Regions from separate parts of the Sus scrofa genome. Here regions 2, 3, 4, 5 and 6 are each linked to region 1. Evidence: chromatin contacts called from public Hi-C and targeted proximity ligation data. All regions are on one chromosome and are shown on one strand. The core of a region is the stretch at or near the end of the contact, and the rest is flanking DNA. Distances in the headings are between cores, read along the strand shown.

The links. A called contact is a pair of places that touch in the nucleus more often than the background predicts.
Region 2: a contact with region 1 is called in a targeted proximity ligation map of alveolar macrophages. A contact is called at or near these places in 1 of 47 Hi-C or Micro-C datasets (embryonic fibroblasts) and 1 of 2 datasets of targeted methods (alveolar macrophages).
Region 3: a Hi-C map of omental adipose tissue shows a contact between it and region 1, with 2.4 times the contacts expected there. A contact is called at or near these places in 7 of 47 Hi-C or Micro-C datasets (alveolar macrophages, embryonic fibroblasts, epiblast stem cells and 4 more) and 1 of 2 datasets of targeted methods (alveolar macrophages).
Region 4: a contact with region 1 is called in a Hi-C map of omental adipose tissue, with 2.6 times the contacts expected there. A contact is called at or near these places in 26 of 47 Hi-C or Micro-C datasets (adipocytes, adipose tissue, alveolar macrophages and 14 more) and 2 of 2 datasets of targeted methods (alveolar macrophages and skeletal muscle).
Region 5: a contact with region 1 is called in a Hi-C map of omental adipose tissue, with 5 times the contacts expected there. A contact is called at or near these places in 26 of 47 Hi-C or Micro-C datasets (adipocytes, adipose tissue, alveolar macrophages and 15 more) and 2 of 2 datasets of targeted methods (alveolar macrophages and skeletal muscle).
Region 6: a contact with region 1 is called in a targeted proximity ligation map of alveolar macrophages. A contact is called at or near these places in 12 of 47 Hi-C or Micro-C datasets (adipocytes, embryonic fibroblasts, fibroblasts and 6 more) and 2 of 2 datasets of targeted methods (alveolar macrophages and skeletal muscle).

The regions. Positions count from the first base shown.
Region 1 is chr5:93,182,935-93,186,427 of Sscrofa11.1, forward strand. The region is part of intron 9 of POC1B (POC1 centriolar protein homolog B); the gene reads left to right. Among named protein-coding and RNA genes, the nearest start is that of GALNT4, 52 kb to the left of the region's middle.
Region 2 is chr5:93,521,219-93,524,463 of Sscrofa11.1, forward strand. No RefSeq gene overlaps it. Among named protein-coding and RNA genes, the nearest start is that of DUSP6, 220 kb to the left of the region's middle.
Region 3 is chr5:93,448,009-93,451,520 of Sscrofa11.1, forward strand. No RefSeq gene overlaps it. Among named protein-coding and RNA genes, the nearest start is that of DUSP6, 150 kb to the left of the region's middle.
Region 4 is chr5:93,597,284-93,600,848 of Sscrofa11.1, forward strand. No RefSeq gene overlaps it. Among named protein-coding and RNA genes, the nearest start is that of DUSP6, 300 kb to the left of the region's middle.
Region 5 is chr5:93,619,246-93,622,759 of Sscrofa11.1, forward strand. No RefSeq gene overlaps it. Among named protein-coding and RNA genes, the nearest start is that of DUSP6, 320 kb to the left of the region's middle.
Region 6 is chr5:93,473,972-93,477,571 of Sscrofa11.1, forward strand. No RefSeq gene overlaps it. Among named protein-coding and RNA genes, the nearest start is that of DUSP6, 170 kb to the left of the region's middle.

The DNA of each region.
Region 1 (3,493 bases), core at 22-2,521:
TTTTGTTAATAAAGTAATTGTTTTGATGGCTCCTAATTTTATAATGGCTACTTGAGATTACCTTAGTCTGTAAATTGCATGGGAAATTCTGTACAATATTCAGCAAGAAGGAAAACTCCCTTTAACATAACCAAATAGTTATTATATAAACAATAATAATTTGTAGTAGTCAGGGCATGGTTCATGGTTAAAAACTATAAGCGATCCATTTGAGTCTTGGACTCTGAGATTGAGCTTTTATCTCAACCTTCTATAAAGGTGAAAACATAATTTATGATAAAAATAACCACTCTTCTACCAATTTTGTGTTTTAGTTCTAGCAGTGGTATATGTCTATATTGTTTTGGGCCTTAGAAATGTTCTTTAGAGATTACATTATCATAATAATAGCAGTAATAATAATCTAACATATGCATCATTATTCTAATTGCCTTACATAAACTGTCATTAAATCATCCTAAAAACTCTGTCACATAAGTACCATTTTCATCCCATGAGAAACTGAGGCGCATGTGAGTTAAATCTTAAAGTGGCGGTATGAGAATTTCAACCCATTCACTCTGGTTCTCTTCTGTACCTTCAACGATCTTGATGCAGTGCCTCATTAGAATCAAAATTTAATTTCATCTTGTTAGCAGATAATACGTGTTGGACCCTGTACTAGCTTTAGAGCATGCCGCAGTGCGCAAGATGGGCATGGTTCTTGTCCTTCAGCATTTGTTAGGAGCAGGGTTTGAGCTCATGGACGCCTCGACGTGATGGACACTCCAGAACCTCAGAGCGGGGTGGCATCTGTGAGGTCATGTACCCCCACCCTCCCTTGCCTGAATGCATGAATCTCTTGCTGGGTGACGGAGAACTCAGCTCCCCATAAGGCAGCCTCCTCTGTTTCAAGGCCCCTGTAGTTATGGAAGGGTTCTTTCCTTTAATCAAAATGGAGAGCTAGAAGGTCCTATTCATATTCTCGGAGGTCAGCCTGCAGAGAACTTTAGTGCACGTGTCACTACCTCAGCACCTGCTCATTATGGAGAAGACCGTACGCTTTTACTTAGTAGTAATTTCCTGCTTCATCTTAACGCACGTGGCAGCAGCTGCCACAATTCGGCAAGATATCGAAGCTCAAGGATTTCTCTATGAGAGATGCTGACCATTTCCATGTGACTTAGATTCTTTTGGAGCAGCTGCCGTTTCAGATGGCAAAACCAGATTCTCTTTCTCATTGGGAAACCCTTTCATGTCTACACTAGGTGGCAGTAGAGAAAAGAGAATAACAAGCCTCTGGCCATCTAGCTCAAGATTCAAAGGAAAAGTGAGTCGGCCTCAGGTTTCACCTTTGCCTCAACTCTGGATTCAGAGCTGATAGGAAGGTGGCTGTGCGTTCAGCTCAAGGAGCAGCCAGAAACATAAGTGCTGGCAGGCTGGGCAGATAGTCCTGCATGGTTCTGATTCCTTCTTTTACTGCAGGGTGGCAATTATTGGGTGTGTACATCTCTCCCTCGTACACAACTGGCTGGATAAATATAAGAAACGCTTAATATTTCCAAAGCTAGAGCTCTACTCATCAAACTTGATAAGTGCTATCTATCTACCTGTTTGTTTGTTTTGCTTTTGGGGGCTATACTCACAGCATATGGAGGTTCCCAGGCTAGGGGTTGAACTGGAGCCACAGCTGCCAGCCTACACCACAGCCACAGCAATGCAGGATTCGAGCCACGTCTGCAACCTACACCCCAGCTTGAGGCAACGCCGGATCCTTAACCCACTGAGCGAGGCCAGGGATCGAACCCTCATCCTCATAGATCCTAGTCGGATTCATTATAGCTGAGCCACAGGGGAACTCCTGATAAGTGCTGTTTAAATCATTCCACTCCTCTTACCATCAGCTCAGCCCTTCTTACCACAGTCCCTGACTGTTGCAGTGTTGTCCTCACTGTTCTCCCTGCTTTATTCTTGACACCCTGCTTGCCCCTGTCAGAGTAATCTTCTTAGAGCACATTCGCGCCTCCAGTGTTTCTGGGCCTTCCCACGTTCCGTCACCCCCACGATTTGACCCTCGCCAACCACTCTTGCTGCTGCCCAGTGCACAAGTATCGTGTCCGCGTTCTGCCTCTATGCCCCGAGCTGCACGTACCCTCATCTCTGTCTCTCTCTTTGTTTTCTAAACCTTTTTAAAAGGAACTCTCTCAGGCTCCGTTTCCTCCATGGGAAGCCTTTCTCACCAAGTGTTCAGTCAACAGTTTCTCCTTTGAGGTTCACCAGGGCACTTGCTTTTGGCACCATTTATTTGATACCAAGTTCCACTCCTTAAGCTGCCCTTGTTTACGTCTTTGTATTCATAATGTTCAATAAATAATTAGTGATCATGTGATTTCTTTCTTTCTCTCTCTCTCTTTTTTTTTTTTTTCTCTCTGAATTCTGAAATAACCACCCTCAGAGTCAGTGGCTACCCTAGTTGGTTATTCCCTTGCTTTTCTTTTTAATTTTACTATAAATGTTTAAATCAGTGATTAGATATTTTTTCATTTTGGATAATTTTAAACTTTATTTGAAAAAATTTTTTTTCCTTCTGTTTTTAGAGCCGCACCCATGGCATATGGAGGTTCCCAGGCTAGGGGTCTATTTGGAGCTGTAGCTGCCAGCCTACACCAGAGCCACAGTAACGCAGGATCTGAGCCGCATCTGCGACCTACACCACAGCTCACAGCAACGCCGGATCCTTAACCCTCTGAGCAAGGTCAGGGATTGAACCCACAACCTCATGGTTCCAAGTCGGATTCATTTCCACTGTGCCACGATGGGAATTCCCTTAAACTTTATATAAATAGAATCATACTGCATATATTTTTCTATAGCCTGCTTTTTCACTTAACACTAAAATCCTGAGATTCATATGAATTTCATTCATTTTCACTGCTGTATAGGATCCCAGTGAATTTACTACAGTAGTAATTCTCGTGATTTGTGAATCTCTTCTACTCTTGATGAACATTTAGGGATTTCTGACTGTGATTTGTGTTCATTTTTGCCATTACAAACTTTGTTGCTATAAACAGTGTCAGCATCACTAAGCTTTTTAGCTTTTGCAATCTAATGGGTATTAAGTAGCATTTTGCTTTAATCTTTCCTTTTCTAATTACTGCTAATGTTTCTGAAAATCTCTCCATAGTCTAGATAACTCTTAGATTATAATTTTTACTTGGGATTGCCATTCTTTGCACGTTGATTAGTAGGTTTTTCTTATATATATTGTAGCTATTTGTCCTTTTTCAGTTTTAGACGTAGAATCTCTTCCTGTTCCATTATCTGATTGTTAACTTTGTGGTTTCCATTGTTAAACAGAAATCCTTAATTTTAATGTAATCAGATGGATCAATTTTTTTTTTTTTTTTGCCTTATGGTTTTCCTTTTCGAAGCTTTTGTTTAAGACGTCTTTCTCTACCCTAAGCCAGAAAGATATTTTCCTACATTTACTCCCATAAATTTTACAGTTTTA
Region 2 (3,245 bases), core at 588-3,087, 340 kb after region 1:
AATTTTGGCATGAGGAATCCAGGTAGTCATTATATGCTTTTGCTACTTACTACTAAACACTTGGATATTCAGAAATCCCACTATCTGTGAGAAGTACCGACAGCATCTTTCTTTCTCTGCTCTTCTGGACTCTCCCAAGGACTTAGGTCTGTTTTTCTTTCTTTGTTTGCCTGTCCTTGTACTTATCTCTCCTTCTCTTTCTTCCTTTATCTCATCCATTTTCTTTGTTCCTGCCTTTATCACACCACCTTTTTTTTTTCCTACCCAATTTGCTTTAACCCACGCAGCTCCATTTGCTGTGTGTTTTCCACTTCAATGAATGTGAAATGCTTCATCATTCGTCAGGATTTTCTCTAAAGGTTTTACTGAGTTTTACCCTACATGGGAGGTGGTGGTAACTGGTTTTGCTCATCTTAGAGAACTTTCCAGAAATGCCAATGAGATATTAATGCTACTTAGCATTTATGGAGGACAAGGCAGCTGGAAAATTTATTAGTAAGTAAGTGCTTATTCTTTAAGATATGGAGCAATCCCAATGGTCTCTCTTCTTGAAAGAATTGCCCTGTACAGCCTGGACAGGTCATCTCACAGCTGCGAATTTTAACTTCCACATATGAACGTGTTAATACTATCTTCTCACAGAATTGTTATGAGGATAAAATAAAAAGTATGCCTCAACTGTCTATTATTATTATCCTCCAAAGTACCAGAATAGCATTAGTCCATTCATTCATTCAAGGATGTGTGCTAGTCACTGTAAATAGAAAAGTGAATAAGACTGGTCTTTGACCTCATGGGACATACAGTCTATCAGAAGAGATAGGCCAAAGCAAATAATTGTAAAAATAATAAACTGCAGTAAGGACAACAAAGGAAAACACTGTGCAAAATGCGTAGTGAAGCAAAAGGACATTGTACCATGAAAGTGGATAGTGGGAAGATCTGAACTGGTCTGCAGGAGCAGGTGGTCAAGCATGGCTTCTCCACAGAAGGGATATTTAACCTCACATCCAAAAGATGAATGTGGGATTGACTATATAATAAATGGGGAAGAGAGAGTTCCAGATGGAGAGAATAGCATGTGCAAGGTCTAGAAGCTACCAGAAAGAACTTGGCACATTCACGGAATTCATGAAAAGTCTATATGTTAGAATGCCAGGGGAAAAATGGTCAGGAGATAAAGTTGCAGAAGTGAGTGGAAGAAGAACCATCCAAAGTCTTGTGCACCCCAGGAAGGATTTTTTTTTTCTTCTTTCTCAAAAGCATTTGGAAGACTTTGAAAGGGTTTCAGCTGGGAAATAATATAGTTGGATTATCTTTCTTAATCTACTGGGTTAGAAGAGATCGAAGACATGCAAGAATGGAAGCAGGGGGTGAGGCTTCTAGAGTTGTCTAGATGAGATATAGTGGCTTGGAGTACAGAGTTGGAAGGCAGTGGGAACAGGGCTTTAAGGTATTTGACGGACAGACTTGTTAGGTTTTGCGAGGCAGGTAGATATAAGATGCGAAGATGAGGAAGACTAATGCCATTTCCAGCTGTCTGCTCAGCATACTTGGTTGTCCATTTACTCTTAGAAGGAGCATGTGTGGGGGGGAAGCTGATCTGCTCTCCTTGGATATACTGACTTTGAGACCCCTGTAAAACATCCATGTGAAGAGGTCTAATGAGCAAGCAGTTGAATATATAGATCTGAACTGGACCAAAAGTACAAAAGTGGATGTTTTTTAAAGGATATGGAAACATAGAAGTAAATGAGAAACCTAAGAGGAGACGTACACAGCAAACCAGCTAGAGTGCAATGATAGAGCATAGCCAGAGCAGAGTTACTTTGCGCATGAGGAGAAGTGGTGCAAGCTGGGGTTGTGTAAGTGGACTGGTGGAGGAGAGAATGTGTCTTTGTTGGCAGAAGTCATTTTTGCTTTAAAGCTGTACTTTCTAAGGTCACCAGAATCCCTTGAGTAGCTTATTTAGGGTGGGGTTCAAAAACTCAGCCTTGAAGGACACAGACCTTGGGCACAGTTAATTCCTAGATAAGTGGAGAGAGAGGGCAATTCAACCCTTTCGCATTCCCCTTCTCTATCACTCTATATTTATACAGCACACAAATGTTTTTATATCTTTAAAACACATTTTCCATAGCAAATTTAACACTATTTAAAAACAGGGGAAAAAAGTATATTTAAATGCGGTCAATAACTGCTATTTAGATATAGAAAATTAAATACTTTTATTGATTGCAATGGGGAAAAAAAGGGTCAGTTAAATAGTCACTCAGGTTTGAATCTCACTGAAACCATTGGTATATTAGCGTACTGATATCTCATGAATATTTATTTAATTATGACCTTCGTGCTTTTTATATTATTGTATTATATGCAACTAGAGATAATAAGGGGCAATATCAAATGCAATAACCTATCCATCCACCCGCCCATCTATCCATCCAGCCAAGGCAATATATGGTAGCAGTTAACAGCATGGATCCTGGAATTAGTCTACCTGCGTTCACATCCCAGCTCTATCCCTCCTGTGCTGTGCATGCTTGGGAAGGCCACTTAAACTCTCCATGCTTCAGTTTCCATATTATAAAGTGGATGCAATAGTAATTTCTATCTCACAGGATTTTGAGAATGAAATGAGTTAATATATGGAAAGCACTGCTAATGAAGCTTGGACTGTACTAAGCAGTTTGTATGTTGTTAGTACAGATAGTGACTCAGGCATAAGCCACATGGTTTTGCCCTCAAGGAGCTTACTTACAGTCTAGTGGGAAGTTAAGATAAAGGGATACTAGAATAGGGACAGGACAAGTCTGATGAAGACACAAAGGAGAGGAAGCAAAGGGATTTAAGTCACATCTGATTTGAAACCTGAAGGATAAGGAAGATTGAAGCATGGATTTTGGGGGGAATGTTCTGAATTCCATAACAACTTTTGCATGCAACGCATCACAGTCACAAAAACATATTTTTTTTGTGCTTTGCGATTTTCTTTCTCCCTTCCTCCTTCTTCTTTCCTTCCTTCCCTCTCCCCTTTTCTTCCTTCCTCTCTCTTCCTTCCTTCCTTCTTTCCTTTTCTTTCTTTCTTCCTTCCTCCCTCCCTCCCTCCGTCCCTCTCTCTCTCTCTCTCTCTCTCTCTTTCTTTGGCTGCCCCTCCAGCTATGGAAGTTCTCAGGCTAGGGGTTGACCTGGAGCTGCTTCTGCCAGCCTCCGCCACAGCCAGGGCTACACTGGATCTGAACCAC
Region 3 (3,512 bases), core at 448-2,947, 270 kb after region 1:
ATTGTAGTATACAGTTTTAATACAGGAAGATGGAGAGGACTCAAGGTATTTGTTTTCACGTCTCTGAATTCACTGTCCCTCCCGTGAATTCGTGATGCTTGTTGCATTTAGAAGAACGTGGTAATGGTGAGGATGGGAGGAAGGGGCTGAGAGAGAATTTATGAAAATCCATGTACAATGTGGTTCCATGGAATACATGAAAAGTGCTGTTACCTTAGAGGCCAAACAAACAAACACCTCTCTACACTGATACCTAGAATAGTACAACCCATACTCTCTGCCTTCTATGCCACATGATTAATGGTGAAAGTAGGACAGGGCTGAACCTGTGACTCTTTGATGGATTCTTTCTCCAACTGTTCCTTCATTTTGGACCCATCTTGAAGTAGCCTCTTACAGCTTCCTTGGCTCACCATCCTTTGGGAAGATTTAAGTGAGAGTGGGGGCAGGAGATCTCACTGCTGTCACTTATCTATCACTCCTGCTGTTTTCATTAACCACAGTTAGCTCTTCGCTAATGTGAATATTTATGTAGAAGTAAAAGACTCATTTATTGAGCACCTAATGTATGGCAGGATTTGGCTAGGCTTCTTTGAAGACATGGATATGAAGACAAACCAAAAAATCTACCTAAGGGGCATGCAGTGTCAAAGCGAGATATACATAGAACTTTTCACTATGAAAATAGAGATTTTTTTCCCCCTAAGGGAGGCTTACCTGGGTTTAAGCCTTTAGAGCCAGGAAGATTTGGATTAGCAGCTTGACTTCTCCACATTGCAGCTACTTGGGCAAGATGCTTAATTTCTCTAAGCCTTATTTGCATTAGTCCCAAAATAAAAATATGATATCTTATTCTAGGGTTGTTGTAAAAACTAAATGAGGTAATATATTGGGAGTTCCTATTGTGGTGCAGCGGAAAATAATCCAACTAGTATCCATGAGGATGCGAGTTCGATCCCTGGTCTTGCTCAGTGGGTTGGGGAATCCAGCATTGCCCTGAGCTGTGGTGTAAGTTGCAGATGTGGCTCGGATCTCACATTGCTATGGCTGTGGCATAGGCCAGCAGCTGTAGCTTCAATTAGACCTCCTAGCCTGGGAACTTCCATATGCTATGGGTGCATCCCTAAGAAGCAATAAATAAATAAATAAGGTAATATATTGATAATATATTCAAAAATCCTAGTATACACATTATACATAGTGAGTGCTTAATAAATCATAAGCATGTATATAAACATGAAGCTCTATTGCACTTGTCCAACAAGTACTTGAATATTCATTTGTGGCCCCAACTTTTCCTTTGCAAAGACAAAGTTGATGATAATGATCTGTTTCCTGGGGCTGAGTCAGACCCGTTGGCCCAAGGACGCACTATTTCTTCATAGCTCGGGAAGCGTCCTTCCATGGTTTAGCTTCCCTCCCACTCCACCCTTCCCTCTCCCACCCGCCCTCACAAGACTTTCCCTTTCTCCTACTCCAAATGACTATGCAAGAGTCAAATTGCTCTTGAGAATATATACTTATAAGCACAAACTTGAGAACAAATACTTGGTTATTTCAAAGTGTGAAATGAGGCAACTTGTCTCTCACTTTATCCATTAGGAAAGGTATGAGCAGTGATTTTCAATATCTTCTTTTTTACTGCTTTGAAACAAACCTGATAGTTTTTCATTACTTCTTGGCTTCAGCTTTCCTGTGTGAAAAGCAGAGGGTTGTGAAATGAGAATGTTGGGTTGCCTTGGATGACGGGATCTGTGTTATGGTGAAGTGGAACTGAAAATATGTTTGGTGGAAAGATCACTGTCACAGAAATCAAGACATCTGGACTCCTGACGTCTCTAACAGACTGACTTTAGATTAGAGATTAAAGTGTGAGAAGATGAGGAAAGAACTTACTCTTCCAAAATATCCTGACCCAATTTTGCTTTATAATGGCAACATTTTCTGTTCTTTCTTGTTTGGTCTGAAGATGAGGAAGAGTAAGAGGATGACCTGAGAAAGGGATGGGAAGGACAAATATCAGAACATCAGGATGTTTATGTTGGCGATGGAGTGGTCAGAACATCTAAGGACTTTTCCCACCTAAGGACTTTTTCCATATGGGAACCAAAGGACATTGGCTTCCTGGTTGGTCTCTAAGAAGGACAATTTTCCAGAGTTAAGGGATAAACATCATATTTAATGATTCGCTAGATCTAGTGTGCAAAAGTTTAAGATATTTGCAAAGAGACAGCTTTTCCACTAATGTATTTTTGGCAATGATTTTCACAAAGTGGTAATTTTATAAATTTCTAGAGATCATGGACAAGAATAGTGGTTTCTGAGAGGAGGCTGGAAAATCAGTCCCAAGACTCTTCTCAACCCATCCTTCCCAACAAAGTTTAGTATAAATTACTCAATGTAAATATCTTAGATTCAAAATAAGAAAGACTCTTTCTAGTATTCTCCTAGTCACTGTCACCAGGAGATAGTACCACCCTGACATGCCCAGAAGGAGAAGAGCATGTTAGATATTATCACGGATTTCCTTAAGCTGGCCCATTTTCCATAAATAACAAACCATAGTGCTGGAATGCCACTTACACTGTCATTCTACTCATTTAAAAATAAGTGCTGACCTTTTGTACCTATCACTGTGACAAGTTAAACATATTCTACCTGTAGAAACTAGAGAAAGCATTTTTCACCATGAAAAATAAAAGCCATCCAAACTGAGTTTAGCTTTTCTATAAAATAGTAGACATTATTATACATATTACTATGTATAAAATAAGTGAACAGCAAGGACCTACTCCATAGCATAGGGAACTATACTAAATATCTTGTAATAACCTATCATCGATAAGAATCTGAAACAGAATATATTTGTATGTATAACTGATCACTTTGCTGTACACTTGAAACTAATGCAATAGTGTAAATTAACAATACCTCAATAAAAATAAGCATGTAAATAAATAATAAGTAGTATCCACTAGGCTATCTTCACATGCCTGGCGGAGAATGAAAGGATGATGTGACAGCATGACCATTTAGAGAAGAGAAACTCTACATTCAATGTTCAGAGGAACCCTGCCTGTGTGGGGAAGTAGTACTTGAACAGAGGACAGAGGGTAGCAATGACAGGCCCAACAGTAAGGATCTCGAATGACGGAGCACTTAATTATACATCAATCATTTACATACATCAATTCACTGTGTCCTGGGATTCACACTCTCAACTCCCCACTTAAAAAAACCCCTGCCATTGTGCTTAAATCCTAAGACGACTTGGGGACAATCATATCCAAAGGCGTGGCAGGTAGAGAGTCTCTAGGTAGACACAAAGCCAGGAAATATGTTGAGGAACAAGGATTCCAGAGCAGCTCGTGTGGAATGAGTGAGGGAGGAAAGGCTGCACATATGAGGAAGGGTGCTGGGGGCTGCAATAAAGAGTTTTGATTTTTATTCTTGTTTTAGGACTTGTCATCTCATTCACTATTATTATATTTTAGATATTTGAAGGTAAACTT
Region 4 (3,565 bases), core at 783-3,282, 420 kb after region 1:
CACGATTCCTAAGTTTCCTCTAATTTTCCATCACAGAGGAAAATCATGGAGTAAGACGGAAGAAATCTTTCTGATGATTCTTCACAAAATGCTTTCTCCACTTCTCAGCTGAAATGACAATCTACGTGAACAAAAACTTTTGGTATAGAAATATATGTATTTTTAAAATTGCTCTAAGTAATGCATTATTACCATTCTTGATTATAGGAATGCAAAAGATCCTCCAAAATAATCAGATCTCTACACTAAAATAAAAGCACAGTTTTTAGTCCCATTTCCAGTTAATCTCATTTGACAAGGGATTAAAAATTATGTCTTTTACTTACATAAAGTTGTATGTATCTAGAGTGAGTAGGTTTGCGCTGAGCCAAAGTTCCTTTGAGAGTTACGTCAAGCACTATGGCATTTTTAAGTGATTATAAAAATGAATTTCCCCAGGATTTTGGGGGCTCTCTGTTCAATTCCAAGCGATTTAATGAGAAACATTAAAACAAACCAGATTTGAATATGATCACAATATCTCTTGGGAAAATCCATTACGGCTCACCTCTTGTCTCCAGTGGATGGAAGTCTAACAGACTAAATCCAATCTTCATGTTCATGGAAGTTTTCTTTTGGGGCTCAGGAGGGCAAGTGAACTTCTACAAATTTATCCATGGCATGAAAGAAGCATGTTTGCCTCTTATCCTTTTTTTTCTTCTTTCTTTCTTTCTTTCTTTTTTTTAGGGCTGCACCTGTGCCCTATGGAATTTCTCAGGCTAGGGCTAGGGGTCGAATCAGAGCTGCAGCTGCTGGCCTTACACCACAGCCACAGCAATGCCAGATCCAAGCCTCATCTGTGACCTACACCACAACTCACAGCAAGGCCAGGGATTGAACCTGCATCCTCATGGATACTCGTCAGGTTCATTACCACTGAGTCACAACAGGAACTCCCCCTTAACACTTTCTTAAATTGGATTTATTAATTTAATTGGAGCGAAGATCCAGCGGCTTTTGACAGATTGAAAATCTGGATTCTGTTTGTATGAGAACACAAGATATTCATGAAATTGACAGGATAGATTGTCATGAAGAGCCTATGTATGCATATGTGCCAGGGGCTCCTTTTAGATTCAATGTTCCTATTAAATCCTTTTCATAATTTTGTCAAGTCGATATTACTATTTATATTTTACAAATGAGAAAACTGAGATTCAAGGAGGTTAAGTAACTTGTTATAAGTCACAACAGTTATAAATCAGATTTATTTTCATCTAAACCTTATGTTCTTCCCTCTTTTAAAAATCCTGTAGGTTCTATACTTGTATTACACACCTTATCAGGGGAGATAAAAATCAGAAGGAGCAACAGATTACACGTTAAGGGTGAGGAATTCTTGTCCTGCCTTCACTATTATCATTTGACTCCATTGCAGCAAGGGTTTTTATGTCCATAAGATAAAGATAAGGCATCAGCACATGCTCTTTCTATCTTAAAAGGTTGAAATGGGGAGTTGGAATTGGAGGAGTCAGAAGACAAGAATTTACATCCCAACCAACCACCCTTGAACCAGCCCTGCAACCTTGAGCAAAAGGCACTTTACAATCCAACCCCAGCTTCTATTAAATGGAAACACTGACTCGTGGTTTGCCTATCTCATATGGTAACACTGTTAAACTGAAACATACAGTTGTTAATAAACAAAATAATAAAACAAAAGCCACTTATATACAAGGTCTGTAAAGTATCATTCCTCTGGGCAGAACGTGTACTGGAGAGCGGAGCTTAAGTAAGAAATTCTCAATATGTGTATGAGTTTTCTACTGCTGCTCTCCCAAATGCTGCAGTGGCTTCACCAGCAGAAATTTATTATCTTGAGTTTCAATGGGTTAGAAGTCCAACATAGGTCTCACTGGGCTAAAATGAATGCATCACTGGGGTTATGTTTCTTTCTGAAGGATCTAGGAGAAAAGCTATTGCTTTGCCCTTTCTAAACTCTGGAAGCCACCTGTACACCTTGGCTTAAGATCTCTTCCCTCTCTCTTCAAAGCCAGCCTTACTGTATCTCTCTGATCTTCCTTTGATGGTTCAGTCTCTCTCTCTGACCATGGGTGGGGAAGGTTCTTCCATTTTAAGGATTTATGTGATAAGATTGGCCCACCTGGATAATTTGAGATACCTTCTCCCTCCTCATCTTAAGGACCATAAACTTAATCGCATCTGCAAGTCCATTTTCCTATGTAAGATAACATATTCAGAAGTTCTGTGAACATTTGGGGGAGGGGCACGATTCTGCCTAACACTATGAAGAACAGAGAGCAAATGGTAGTTACAGAGTTACTGAAAGTGTTGTTTTTTTTAAAAAATTACCCAGCACTTGATGTTTGAATGGAATTTGATTAATATTGTTAAGTCCTCAGCACATTTAATCTGCCACAGGAACTGTTTACATGAGACTATCAGTTCACGAACCCATTGTCTCACTAATTCAGTCATTTGCTGCCTTTCAAAAGATATTTCTCTGCTACAGGAAAAAAAGATTCTCGGAAGGGCTGGCTGAAGCCTAAACTACAGGAAAGAAGAATAATTCAGTAAAAGTAAAACTGGAAATTTTAAATAATAAAAGGACACCCTCATTTCTCAAGAATCTAGACTATTTTCATTCCATTTTCATAGATTTATATTTTATGGAATTGCTGGAGGAGTTGGGAGGCGGTCCCCCTTCCTTCTCACCCATTTGCTAGTGCAGGAACTTGTTTGGCACAAATTCTCCTCCGTGGTCCAGTGACGCCTTTTGAAATATTTTCTAGGACAAGACATCTTGCTCACTCAAGGGTGACCTCAGATGATGAACAGTTTTCTGGCCCTGGAATCAAGTTTCCTGTGATTTCTACTTGATTCTTCTGCTACACTTTGGAGAAACCAGGAGGGGATTCTTCTCCATACTTTTTCTTATTCCAACAAAATATCTTAGTTCCCTCAGTAATTCTTCAAACAAAAACACTGGTGGGATGCATGAAGGTAGGAAAGCATCAGTGTGCTTCTTTTACAGATGGGAAAGCTGAGACTCGGAGAGGTTTAATAACCTGCCCAAAATACACAGTTAGTCAATGACAGAGCCATGATTTGAGGGAAGACTTGCCTCACTCCAAAGCTCTTGATTCTCAGAAGTGAGATTTCAATAAATAAGCAGCACTGAGTTGATGCAAACTATATCATGGCCAGATATGAGATGCAGAACTCTCAAATTTGCAAGATGTAATAATGATTTATATTTTTCCTTTTATACATGTGAGAGATTTTTTAAAAGTGGGTAAAAATAGATTAGGACCCGAGAGATGTAAAGGGAATGTTTAATGTTTTCCAAGTCTCAGACTTTAAGACCCAGAATAAATATTAGAGATTAGGTGATACCAAGTGTGGTTTTTAAATAGCTCTTTAATGTGTCTTGCTACAACTCTTTCTCAATCAGACTTCACAGTTAAAAAATCCTATTACAGAAATAATATTCATAAAATTTATTTCTAACTAAGACATGGGGTTTGTCAGATTTCTTATTTGGTAATTCTCACTATAACTCTCT
Region 5 (3,514 bases), core at 741-3,240, 440 kb after region 1:
CCAAAGAAGATATATGGATGGCCAGTAGGCACATGAAAAGATGCTCAACATTGCTAATTATTAGAGAAGTGTTAACTCAAATCTATGATATGTACCACCTCATGCCAGTTAGAATGGCCATCATTTAAAAAATCTACAAATAACCAATTCTGAAGAGAGTATGAGAAAAAGGGAACCCTTCTACACTGTTGGTGGGAATGTAAATTGGTATAATCACTAAGGAAAACAGTATGGAGGCTCCTTAGAAAATTAAATATAGAACTTCCATATGATCTAGCAATCCCATTCCTGGGTATATATCTGGACAGATCTATAATTCAAAAAGATACATGCAACCCTATGTTCATGGCAGCCTCATCTCCTGAATCCACCCTCCTCACTCCAGGAGAAACAGTCACCCTACTAAGTATCAGGTTCTGTTCCAACAGCTTTACATGCATTTTTTCAGTTTGCTAAATCATTATGCTTTTTCGCACTTCTGTATGTGTGACCAGGGTTTTCCCTCCACCCGGAATTCCCTTCCTGCTCTGGCTAGCAAATTACATCTCATCCTTCAAATCTCAGCCAAAAAATCTCCTCCTCTGAGAAGCCGTCCTTACTTCCCCAGAAAGAGCTAATCACTTCCTCACTTCTGCTCTGACTATAATGCACACACTCAATTCATCTCAATTCTACTTGTCTAATGAGGTTTTAGTACATGCCAGGCACTGTCCTAGGTCCGATCATAAAATGATTCAAGTCCTGGTTACCATCCTTATTCAATTCACAAGCTGGTGGAGTAGACAGATAAACAATGGAATAATACTATGCATCGTGTGATAAGTGCTGGGAGATTTATTATCACTATACATAATATTATTCCATCATTAGAGAATTGCTGAGTAGAACTGAGTTAAAGATAAAAATTTTATATTTATCAGCATCTATCAGTAACTTCTGTAATGGCTCGAATGGTGATCCCTCCCCAAAGATAAATCCACGACTTAATCCCCAAGACATTTGAACATTATCTTACATGGCAAGAGTTAACATTAACCTGCATGAATCTTGACAGGAGGAGCTTAGCTTACCCAGGATTGTCAGGGAGTGCCCTGGATGCAATCACATATGTTCTGATAAGTGAAGAGGGATATAAAGAAAAGAGGCAGCAATTGAAGAGATGCATCCATAAGCCAAGTGCATCCGGATTCATCTTAGAGGCTGGCAAAGGTAAGCTCCCTAGAAGGGAGTGTGGCCCTGCAGACACCTTCATTTTGGACTTTTGGCCTCTAGAACTGTGAAAGAATAGACATCTATTGTTTTAAGTCATTCAATTTGTGATAAGCAGCACCAGGAAACTAATATAATATCTTGAGGAAGTTTTTTTCCAAAATATGTTCCCTTGAAATTGAAAGTACTTTGATGCAATTAATAATATAGAGAGCAATGTAAAAAGTTTTATAAGGTTTTTTCCTGAAAGATTAGTTTTATTTATTTATTTTTTTTCAGATCCTCTAGTGGGCAAAGGTGTATTGTGGATTTCAAAGATAGCTGCCTACCTATCCGGTAGCATTTCTCAAGATCTTTTATCACAGGATCTTTTTTTCCATGGACTGTATGTTAACATCTTTCCATAGATGTTAATGTTCTATAGAACAACGTTTTGAGCCCATGAGACTTAAGGCCTTTCTGTAAAGAAATATAAGTGAGGTTATTTGAAGACTTATAGAGGACATTGTCCCTGCAACATGCACACAGGAAACCACCATGGGCCAGAATGAAATCCTTCTGCAAATATCTAATGTTTACTTGGCACAGCTTCTCTTGGGTCTAGCTTTGTAAAATCTTCCTCAGGGTTTGTTTTGCTGGTTGCCATGGAGCCAATTCACTTCTAAAGGCAACTCGGGGCCAGACTTGAGGAAACAATTGAGGAATTAAGTGACTGTGCTTGGTCTCCAGAGACAGAAGGGAACTGCCAGACCAACTTGCAATTTGGAACATTAACGTTCATTTTTGATGTGCTCCTCCTCCTTCTGTTATTATTCTTTCTGTTTCAGCCTCCTGGACTCTGTCTTTCCCAATGTAAGTCAGAGCTCAATGTATCATGATGCAGTTTGGTTTGGTCTGATTGTGTAAGAGAGTTATAGTTACCGAGTTTGTTTAGGTAAACCTGTCATCATTCATGCCTGAGGCAGGGTGAGGGGAACTCAGGAAGCCAAACACTTAGGTCTCATATGGATTAAACCTGACTGATAAAGAAGTTCTGAGGTGGAGTTTGAGAGGAGGGTTATTTAAAATGTGAGAGACACCAACATCAAATGCTTTCACAGACATGTGGAATCTGAAAAAAGGACAGACGGAACTTCTTTGCAGAACAGATGCTGACTCACAGACATTGAAAAACTTATGGTCTCCGGAGGAGACAGGTTGGGGGGTAGGGGGAATGTGCCTGGGCTGTGGGATGGAAATCCTGTGAAATGAGATTGTTATGATCATTATACAACTACAGATGTGATCAATTCATTTGAGTAATTAAAAAAAATGGAAAAAAAATAAAATGTGAAAGTGTAAGATAGAAGCATATAGATTTGCAGGGTCTGGTTGAGTGGGGTTTAGAAAGTTTTGCAAACCTTAGGTGATATGCAGGAATACAGTCTATGGCCTGACCTCCTGGACATCTTTAGGTGTAACAAGAAAACTGTTCATAGTAATTAGGCAACTTTAGCAGAATAAGGCTAAAAATGGTAAGAGCAGAAACCTAGAAAACACTAGAGATATTATTTTTACCAATAATTCAACTGGAAGGATTGATCATGAACCTGTGGCTACAAAAGTTTACTTTTCCTTTTAAAACCAGAATTACATTATTTCAAACCTTTCTTAAATATTTCAAGATCGCTTGTGTTAGGTTAGGGCCACTCAGAGTTCTCAGTATTTCTGAGCACCCCACATGGGTGTCTCTCATGAGCCCACAAGTAAATTGGTCAGCGGCAGTCACCTCATTTGCCTTTTCAGTTCTTCCTCTTCCGATCTGGCTCCCATTTGTTCACATCTCCTGCCTATGAAGTTGAGTGGAGGTGACTTTTAAAACGGCTATACCTTGATGTGCCAAAAATTTCCTGTTTGATATTCCCAAGGACATCAACACATGCAAATAGACCCTGGGGGTAAGGTAAGGAAGGCAGGGAAAGGGAGAGTAAGGAAGAAACGAAGATGCTGTACATATGTGCTGTGCCTGGGCGGTAGCTCTACCAGCCCTAAATGACCGCTGTTGTAATTTATTGCAATCATGATGCTACACACATATTAATGTGAATTCTCCTTATCTGAGAGAATACTATGCTAACTCGTCTTTCTTTCCCTTATTTTCCTCATTCTTTTCTTTCTACCCTTTCTTCCTTCCTCTCTTTCCTTCTTCCTTCCTTCTCTTTCTTTCTGTCTGTCTCTCTCTCTCTTCCTCCTTCCCCCTCCCTTCCTTCCTTCCACCAACTGTTCTTTCACATAACAGGATTTATTGAATATTGACTATGTGGGG
Region 6 (3,600 bases), core at 95-2,594, 290 kb after region 1:
GGTTACAGGAAGACTGATTTGGGGCAAGACAGACGATTAAGAGGATACATTACCAATAATGAGACCTTTTATGTGTTAATTCATTCAATATTCAACAAATATTTAGTGAACTCCTACTAAGCTCCAGCTATTATCGAAGTCTTTGTGGATACAGCAGTAAACTTGGAAGCAAGGGTGGCCTCAGGCAGGAAACATCTTACAGCAGGTGCTTCCTTTGTCTGTTGACAGAGACAACAAGTGACCTCCCAGAATTTGACCCTTTCGGGATTTGTGGACAGGAGAAGATATTTATATAAAAAGATTCTAGGTAGAATAGAGCTTGTATTCAGGGACATGAGACAGGCCCTAGAAACTTTTTAATGCATTTATAGTTCTTCCTAGTTTGACTGAATGCTTTAGAAATTCCAGTTACCCCAAGTTTACCAAGCACAGGTGTGGAGTGGCAGGATCTATAAACGCCATAGGCTGTTGAAAGTATCAGCGCACGTTTTTTTCTTGTCTACTTTATTTAGCTACTTAAGCACTGTTCTATCTTTCACTAGGCTCAAACTGTATGTATTTATCTAATAATTACATCTGGAATTGCTCCGGAAACCTCCGTCAAAATTCAGACCATTTTTCTGCCGATTGAGATGGAGGCAGAGAAGAGAAACTGGGAAAGGCGGGAGCAAAATTTTCTTGGCTGATGCAAGGAAAGTCAGGTTGATTTAAGGATAAATTGTAAAGACTTCACGTCGGGGTTAGCTGGGTGGTGGCAGTAACCACGTGGTCCTACCTCTAGGACACTTGTGAAAGATTTTAACCCGCAAATGATGTTAATTTCCTCTGTCCATGTGATTGAAAGTTCACTTTAGGATCCCACTAGACCCAAATATTCCATTGCCTGTACTTGCATCAATGGTTTATTGGTGTGGGATTTTTTATGGGTCCCTAGAGAGACTGACACTGGAAACTCTGTGGAGCTCATAAGATTTATTCCACATTTCAAAAGGGAGGGACTTGGAGGAAAATACAGCCACAAAAATGTATTGTTTTGAAACAGAATCTGTGAGGAAAATAGAAACGAACTTTTAAGATGAAATAATGGCAAAGCAAAATATCAAGGTATAATAGGTAGCCACTGACATGCCTGAGACTGTGAATCATTTTTCTTGGAGATTGTAGTATCTGATGCCAGATACACAAACGTTTTGCACTTACTCAGCAATTAAAGGTAAGAGGTTGTGAAACTCTAAATGAGCTAGGAAAAAAAAAAAAAAAAAGAGGCAAAGGGCTGAGTTTGAGTGAGTAAAGGAAGATAAATCAGATGAGATTGCATGTTGATGACACTCACCAGGCTTGCTCAACAGTAATATCTGACAAACAGCAAGAGAAAAAGGAAACATTTTGGCAGAGTCAGCCACCCCCGGCATCTCTCTTCAAAACCCTACTAAGAAATCCCCACCACTGGATGAGTTATTTCCTCTTTCTGCTGTATGAGTACGATGGGAAAAAAATGGACCCTGGAGCTGAAATACTGAAGTTAGGAAACAGTACCATGAGTAATAACACAACAATGAATTAGGCCGAAATGCCTGGAGGTAGGGCTCTTCCATCTAGAAGCTTGGCTTTAGTCAAGTCCCTTTTGGTACAGAGGATATTTCAACCGTCTCTTTAGGCTGTTATACATGGTCTTTTGTTTCTGACTGTCCTTGGGACCCTTGGTTTTGCTCATGGGCTCTTCCTGCCTGGATTCCAGGGGAACTGTACTTCTTTCTCCCCACTCTTTGGCCTTGCCACATCTGCCTTCAAATTCCTATGCTTTCCTTAAAATCCAACTTCAATCCACTTTATTCCAAGAAAACAGCTCTCCCAGTCCACCTTTAACCATTTTCTTTTTTCCTCCTAATATCTTTAGCCCTTTACCAAATTGACATAGTGTCCTTTACATGCGTTACTCATACATTTTCTGTCGCCTCAATTGAGTTGAAGTCTCCGGAGGACACCATCCTTTTATTTCCTACAATATTTTCTCAGTGATATGAGGGATATAAAAAGCGAGTATAATATGCCAATGTTTATTGACTTAAAGTAAAAACTAACTCTGAATAATTTTAACAGAGATTAGCAAGATCCTAGGCACAAGTCTTTTAACTTTCTTTCAGTAAGAGCGAATTAACCTCTATCTTCTTTTGCTTTGCTATGTAAAATGCTGATGAAACAAACAAGACTAATTTTTTTTTGGGGGGGGGAATCTAGAAAAACTATTTTATGTTTATTTTAGAATTTTTTGATTAAAAATAGAAAAAAGAAAATGATTCTATCTACCTTTGAGTTCTTTGGAGGCACAAGGCCATGTGGTTGTCTTGATGGCCTCAGATTAGAGCAAAGGAGGATTCTAGAAACTGTACCCCCCTCTCCTTTTAAACAGAGCTTTATGTTGTAAAAAAGAAATAGAACCACCATTACTAGATCCTATAGTTTTTGCTGGCTACACATTTGGGGTATGCCTTATTTCCTGTTTGCAATTAACTGACTTTGATCATGACACTCCAAAAGCAGTTCTCTAAGAGGTCAGTTGTGCCTTCCTTTTTGTCAGAATCTCTCATTTGCTGTTGATAAGCTCCTCCTTGTGACTCCCTGCTATATTCTTCCCTGGACTTTCTCATAGGGGGAGGGGAAAAGTAATTTGTTAAACACGCATGTTCCTACTTAGAGCTTTCTGTGCATCACTGTATTTGTGCTTCATGACAACACTCTGGGACAGGAGACACTCCTGCATGCTATCACTTGAGAATAGATATTTTTGTTTTGTCCCATTGGCCAGTTATTTCATAGTGGGGAGGTCTTGTGTGACTTAGCTGGTTGTGAATTCCTTGAGAGTGGAATCTGAATCCCCCACCTCTTCCCTATCGCTCACAGCGCCTGATACAGCAAATATTCTCAGGGCTTAATAAATATCTGTGGACCAATTATAGACGAAAGTGTTCAGACCTGGAAGATGAAGACTAACATGAACACTAACCAATTTTTGTTGAATATCTCTGTTTTCCCAAGGGCTAGAAGAGCCCTCCTTTCATGAATCATCTTAAAACACAAAACAAAACAAAACGAACTCATTCATGGAAGAAAAAAATCGTGTTTGACACTGAGATTGGAAAACGATTAGCAATGGTCACATGTTGGCCCGAGCGGTTTTCCTTCCAGTGACAGGAGAACCTGTCAGCTGGGAGTGATTGAACCCTGAGGCCTCTGAATTAGATCAGGGTGATTATACTGATTATCTGCTCTGGGCAGCTCTGCCCAGTTTCTGAGTCCGATGCACTGAATCTGTACTTTCGGTCTGACCCACAGATATCTTATCCCTCACCTCCACGTCATTAGGACCCGGCCCGGGTGAAAAGGGAGAGTGGAGGAGGTGCCGTGGAAGTCAGCCTGTGTCACCCTCTCTGCTTCCTCTTACACTCCCTCGAGCGCCCTTCAGTTCCTCCTTTCCCACCAGGTGCCAGAGCGGTTATGCTTCCCCATAATCTCTCTTGCCATGGGGGACATGGTTGGAACAAATATTTTTTTAAAAGTGGGCCTACTATAAAGCTTGCACATTACTGGGCATTCAGCGTT